Regions from separate parts of the Mus musculus genome. Here region 1 is linked to region 2. Evidence: chromatin contacts called from public HiChIP or PLAC-seq data. All regions are on one chromosome and are shown on one strand. The core of a region is the stretch at or near the end of the contact, and the rest is flanking DNA. Distances in the headings are between cores, read along the strand shown. Region 1 has its middle 24 kb from the start of Gm23626. Region 2 holds the start of Ier2 (immediate early response 2).

Region 1 (3,022 bases), core at 22-2,521, 310 kb before region 2:
CACTGTCCAGGCTCAGGTAGAAGATTGTGAGTTTCAGCCTAGCCTTGGCAGCAAGGTGAGACAGCCTCAAAAATTAGTAAAATAGGGACTGGAGAAATGACTCCGTGGCTAAAGGCTCTGGCTGCTCCTGCAGAGGACTGGAGTTCACACCACACCCACATAGTGGTTAACAATGGGCAGGATCCCATTTCAGGGGATCCAGCACCATCTTCTTACCTCCCAGGGTGTGTACACAGACAATGCACAGACTGCATGGAAAAACACTCGTGCACATAAAAAAACAGCAAAATCGGAAAGGTATAGGATGGCTCTGTGGGTAAAGGCCACTGCTACCAAGCCTGATAGCTTGAGCTCAGTCTCTGGAGCCCAAGGATGGAGGGAGAGAACTGATGCCTACAGCATTGTCCTCTGATCAGTACAGATGGCCCACGGCACACCCATACACCCATCACACACACACAGACACAGACACACACACACAATTTAAATAACAACAAGAAGAAAATAAAGGGCTAGGGGGATAGCTTAGTATATTGGGACCTGAGTTCAATCCCTAGGGTGTGTGTGTCATGTCGGGGGTGGGGGTGGGGGTGGGGACAGAGGCCAGGCATGGTGGTACAAGCTAGAATCATGATGCTGGGGAGGCAGAGACAGGCAGACTAGACTAGGCTCACTGGTCAGCTAGCATAGTCTACTCTATTCCAGGCCAGTGAGAGACTCTGTCTAAAAAACTAAGGTGGTAGCCCCTGAGGAATAGCACCTAATGTTGATCTCTGGCTTCCGCATACATATATGCACATACCAGTGCCCCATGCACACTGCAAACACATGAATATAATAAATAAAACATCGAGACAAAGAAACTAACAGACAGGCTCTCGGTGTGCTTTCTAACTACACAGGAAGCAGATCAGGACCAGCCTCTTGGTCCAGTGCAACTGAGTTTGAACTTGCCATCAGGGATCTGAAGTCCACTGGACGCAGGTCCAGAGCACAGAAAGCAAGGGCTTTAGAGGGTCCACTTTGCAGAAGGGAGCATCTAGATGTGAGAAAGCACCCCTCCCCCACCCCTCCCCACCCCACCCCAGTTCGATCTGGAGCTAGGTAGTTCTATTGCTTAGCATCAGCCACACCCTTGCGCCCTTTCAACCCATGGCCTGTGTTGCCCGGCAACTGCTAGAAGTGTCTTTCCTGCCCCCCAGTTGCCAAGGGAATACTCAATCCTGGCAGCCGGGCCTGGGGCGCTGAACTTCCGGGCGCAGGGTGGGGTGGCCTCTGCTGTTCACACCTGCTCGCGCACAGCCCTGGCCTCCCCTCAGTTTCTCTCACTCTGCTCTCCTTGTCTCCTCTCTCCCTCCAGTTTCCTCTCCTGGGATATCTGAGCGAGGCCCATGGATGCCGAGGGCCTCTTGGGGCTCTGACCCCATGCTTTCTCCCCTCAGTCATGAGCTCCTGCACAGCCCAAGGTACCCAGGCACGGACTGCACCCTGGCAGGCTCATCCAGGACTCTGCATGTCCCGTGGTCACAGCAGATGAGCGGAAGCCTCGAGGGGCCAACTCTGAAACGGCGTGGTGGCGTGGTGGACCACCGGGATGTCATCTTGGCCCACCAGGCGCACAAAATGCACAGCACCCCTCAGGCCAGAAGGAAAGAGTGGGAGTGAGTATTCACGGGGCAGGCTGTAAGGGAGCTGTGCGGGGCTTGTGGGCCAGCCAAGCCTGAACTGGCAAGCTTCAGGGGATAGAATGCGCTGATATGGTGTGGGTGACTCCAGTTGTCCCTTGACAGTCCATCAACCCTCTGCCTTAAGGTTGCCTGGAATACTCTGAACCGGCTTTGTAAAAGACCCGGATCCCTTGTGCGCAGTGGAGCCAGAAAGGACTGGCAGAGGGGACAAGTGCTTTCTCTGGGGACTTGGGTAGGGTGCGGGGAGGTGGGGCATGTTGGGAAAGGCTGGGAAATTCTGCCTTCAGAGGTACTCTGGCCCAGCTGTGAGGGAACGAGCTACGCTGATAGCTAATGGGAAGTGGTTTGGAGAAAGGTTCAACTACAAACAATCCCTTTGCCACTGCATCTCTAAGCGGATTGCTAGGGCTTAATAACATTTTATTTCAAAGGTGTAAAGCTGGGGTGGTTTCCTGGGCTGACACTGATGGCTGTGATGTACCCATGAGTAACAGCAGGAGCCGCTGATGCTAGCAAGACAGGAACCAGTTTAAGTCCCTCAGTCTTCATACCCTGCCATCCCAGGGAGGCTGCGTGTGTGTGGTCACCCTGCTTATCTGCAGCTGCCACTGTTCCTGGAGAAGGGGAAGCCTGTGGGTGCTGATGGGCGGGAACGAATGCAAGGTGGGCCTGAGCACGTCTGGTAGGCTGGATGTGAAGCAGGCCTACTTGAAGTGCCCTCTGAGGTAGTTCCTAAGGTTATGGCTGGATGTGAAGCAGGCCTACTTGACGTGCCCTCTGAGGTAGTTCCTAAGGTTATGGCGACACCTGGTGGTATGTCTGAGCATCTATGGGCGGCGGCAAACTGACCCGCGTTCCTCACCCTTAGGTGTTGCCATGTATCCGGCTTTCCTCCCATGCATGTGTCCACCTGTTCACTCAGTATGTCTACCCATGCATCAGTTACCCCAACCATATGTCTTCCCACGTTCGCCTACTTTGCCTCTCCCTCCTCCACCCACACACTCACTGTCCAACCCATCCAATCCGTCCTTCACTAGTAACCAAAGCACCTAGATTGTGCCTCTCCAGGGCTTCTCCCCACCCTTCCTCTTCGGTCTCTCCGCATTCATGCTCTTCTTGCTTTTTTTTCTCAGAAGCAATGAGACCTTTAAAAGGTTGCAATGAGTATTCGCACAGACTTTCAGCAAGAAGATTCCCCGCCGCTCCCCCCCCCCCCCCCCCCCCCGCCTTTTGGAGACAGGGTTTCTCCGTGTAGTCCTGGCTGTCCTAGAACTTTCTTTGTAGACCAGGCTGGCCTCAAACTCACAGAGATCCTCCTGCTTCTGTCTCCA
Region 2 (3,053 bases), core at 266-2,765:
TACACCGATGGTCTTTATTTTCCTAGCTGACATTGTAAAACTCCAGGTAGTTGCTAATTAAACAACCCACCGTGGGAAAAGTAAACAGACTTTCTTAAACACGCTGGTAAAAAAAAAATTTTCTTTCCTGCCCGAAGAAGCTGTGTCTACGGCAGCAACTACGACCAGCGGCCCACCCGTCCCGCGGTGGTCCACGCCAGGCGATCATCTAGGTTGACCAGTCCCGGGGTCTCCAGCCACTTCAACTCTGATCGCAGATTTGATTGGTTCAGTTCAGGCTCACCCACAGCAGCCTGTGGGGGCGAGGTGACTCAAGTCACTTCCCAGTCCCTAGGGCGGGTCCACACCCTGGCCTCCTCCCAGGCCCCACACCCACGCAAGGCAACAGGAAGCACCCGCGTCTGTCCCATGACGCAACTCTGACCGCTTGCACAAGCGTGCCCACTTGTAGGGGCCGAAACGCGAATGGTAGTGAAACGGCCTTGAAAGGGCAGCCTGGCCCCTAGAGAGTTCGACCCTGAGATTCAAGATCTAGGTGTCCCTTCTCCAAGCCAAGGAAGGGACAGTCCTTTAATAGCACCTATGGACGCACGTCTGGGAGAAGGCGCCCGCGCCCCTCGCTCCTCAGTCCTTCCCCTGGCCTCTCGGCAGCTCGGGCCGCGGCTCTTCTTCACGGCCCCCGCCGGCCTTCGCCTCGGGTGTGCGTTCTCCGCTCCGGTGGCGCCGCTCGAAAGAAGCCACCAGAGCTCTCAGAAGGCCACCACAGCTCGCACCAGCACGTTGAGCATATTGTCGGCCGGGCGGCAGGCTGGCTTGGCCTCGCACGTGGGGGGCGTCGGCGGGGGCACGGCGGGTCCACAGTTCAGGAGACTGGAGAAGCGCCTTTGGAGGACGCGGGCGAGGTTAGGGAAGGCACCTTCGCTTTGTGCCGGAGGAAGCTGCAGGCGATCGGGAACCTCCGACGTCGCCTCCCCCTCCACCTCTTCTAGACGGGCCTTCTTGCTTGGTACCAGTCCGGCATCACTACCGTCGCTCAAATCGCTGCTGCTCCGGCGCTTGCGGCTGACTCTAGCGGGGGGCGGGTCACAGAGCGCAGGGGTCTCCTGGACTCGCAGCACTTCCTCTTGCGTATCCATGGGCTCCGGAGGCTGCACGGCTTCGGGGGACGCTACTTCCACTGCAACTTCGGCTTCCCGCGGCGGGTGCAGGCGAGGGTCAAGAGCCCTGCGGGATGGCGGGAACTCGGGCTGGTGGGCTTCTACCTTGGCTGAGAGGTAGACCTCTCGAGCGCTGCGCATAACGAGGGACAGCTGCAGACTCCGGTGGAGTCGCAAGCCACCTCGCTGCATGCGAGAGTGGTACATCTTCCATACCGACAGAGTCATGATGCGCTGCGCTTCTTTCTGTACTTCCATGCTTGTTCGACGAGAGTAGTTAAGTCGAGAATGGGTTAAGACGGGCGGTGCAGCCCAGACGACAAGCTTACAGCAGCAGGTACTCTGCTAGACGTTCGGGCGAGGGCAGCAAGCCGGAGCCTTTTAATATACTGAGAGTGACGTCACTGCAACACCACGCCCAACCAGAGGGCCTCATCCGGGCTTTCCACAGTGGCTAGCGAGTCCTTAAAGCAATAGGGATAAATTTACGCCTCGAAGGAAAAAGGACTTAACTACTGCAAGGAAGAACTTCCCCACTGCACCTTAAGACACTAGGTTCTGGGTTCTCAGAGTCACCAACGGGCCAGAGGATGAGGCCCACCAACGAGACGGATAGTGGGCGGTAATCTGACTGCAGTGGGGAAAACCCGGGACCGGGGTACATTCCCCGAGGGCACCGTTCATCTTGCCTACCAGCCTGCTAATTAATATTTTTTGAACAGTAAAAACGCTGCTACTTATTAAGCAGTTACTACACGCCAGTTACTACAGTGTTGAACTTTCTCTTTTTATTCAATGTCTCTGATCTCTCACCTCCACTCCATAGAAGATACAGTTTTCCAGGTGAGAAATAGGCAGCCACCTGACCAATATTTACTAAACGAATGATTATATGATTATACTATGGCGAAAGGATCAACTAAAGCCTGCAGCCCTTCTATCTCCACCTTTCTGGACATGGGTGGAAAGTGGGCACGGACACTGTACCCCGTAACCACAGATATCCACCACCTCACGACTGCTCTTTACTTTCAGCGTTAAAGATCTCCCAGTTTTCCGCAACCCAGTGGCATGGAAGTCCCAATGTCCATAGGGCCTGCGATCTTCCCTTGTCAATAGAGCAGTTTTCTGCCTTCATGCCCTCGTGAACGGAATTACTCCAAGAAAGACAGATATCTGGGTCGAGATGGCACAGTGGGTGGAGCCACTTGTTGCCAAGCCTAACGAACTCAGTTCGATTCCCGGTCCCACCGGTCCCACGCCGTACAAGAGAACAGACTTCTATACGATGTCTCACACACACACACACACACACACACACACACACACACACACACACACACACACACACACACACACACAGTAACAAAGAAAAGAAAAAAAGAAGTCGGTTCCACTTTGCATCACTTCCCAAGAAAAACTTGCTTCTAGTTGCAGAAGGGAGAAAAATTCAAATAACCCCTTTCATTTGCTGTGCAGGCCCTTTAAGAAACACCCCCTGCCAGCGGGCAGACTTCCCGCCACTGCAGCCGGCCGACTTCCCTGGCTAAATTTGGATGTAATGACGTAGGTTGGCGCCGCGAACCACTTCCGGATGCCCATATAAGAACAAGGGCAGCCGGTCTTAGCCCGAGGAGAGGGCTTCCGGGGCGGGGCCCCTTCCATCGGCGAGCACGCCCCTCCAATCCAGCCCTCAGGAGCCTAACTAAGTGTTGTCTCGGGTCGTTCGAGTCTGTTTGGTGCTACAGTTCTTTGGACAGTCTGCACGGCGTCCCGGAGAGAACTCGATGTTTCCTTCTCTCATGCTCTCACACGCTGCGGCACCGTCATGCGGGATGAGTCCGGGTGGAGTGAGATTCGCACCCTGTGGAGTTACGGAAAAACATCTTCGAAACC

What was found. HiChIP or PLAC-seq counts read pairs in DNA pulled down with a chosen protein or histone mark.
Region 1: a contact with region 2 is called in an H3K4me3 HiChIP or PLAC-seq map of embryonic stem cells, with 2.5 times the contacts expected there. The contact joins the enhancer-like site here to the promoter of Ier2 in region 2. A contact is called at or near these places in 1 of 39 promoter capture datasets (the 3T3-L1 cell line), 1 of 15 datasets of contacts at CTCF or cohesin (the NIH/3T3 cell line) and 5 of 115 datasets of contacts at active chromatin or transcription factors (embryonic stem cells, forebrain and stem cell-derived neural progenitor cells).

Annotation. Positions count from the first base shown.
Region 1 is chr8:84,355,465-84,358,486 of GRCm38.p6, forward strand. It overlaps a transcript of Cacna1a not described here. Among named protein-coding and RNA genes, the nearest start is that of Gm23626, 24 kb to the right of the region's middle. Within about 2 kb of position 1,272, at least 42 of the 459 cell types and tissues checked have an H3K27ac peak or open chromatin away from gene starts, as enhancers often do. A contact at or near this core is called in embryonic stem cells, where this site is marked.
Region 2 is chr8:84,661,337-84,664,389 of GRCm38.p6, forward strand. Ier2 (immediate early response 2) reads right to left here and starts at 1,516. Exons shown (of 1, transcript NM_010499.4): 1 at 1-1,516. The coding sequence starts at 1,415. The coding sequence ends at 750.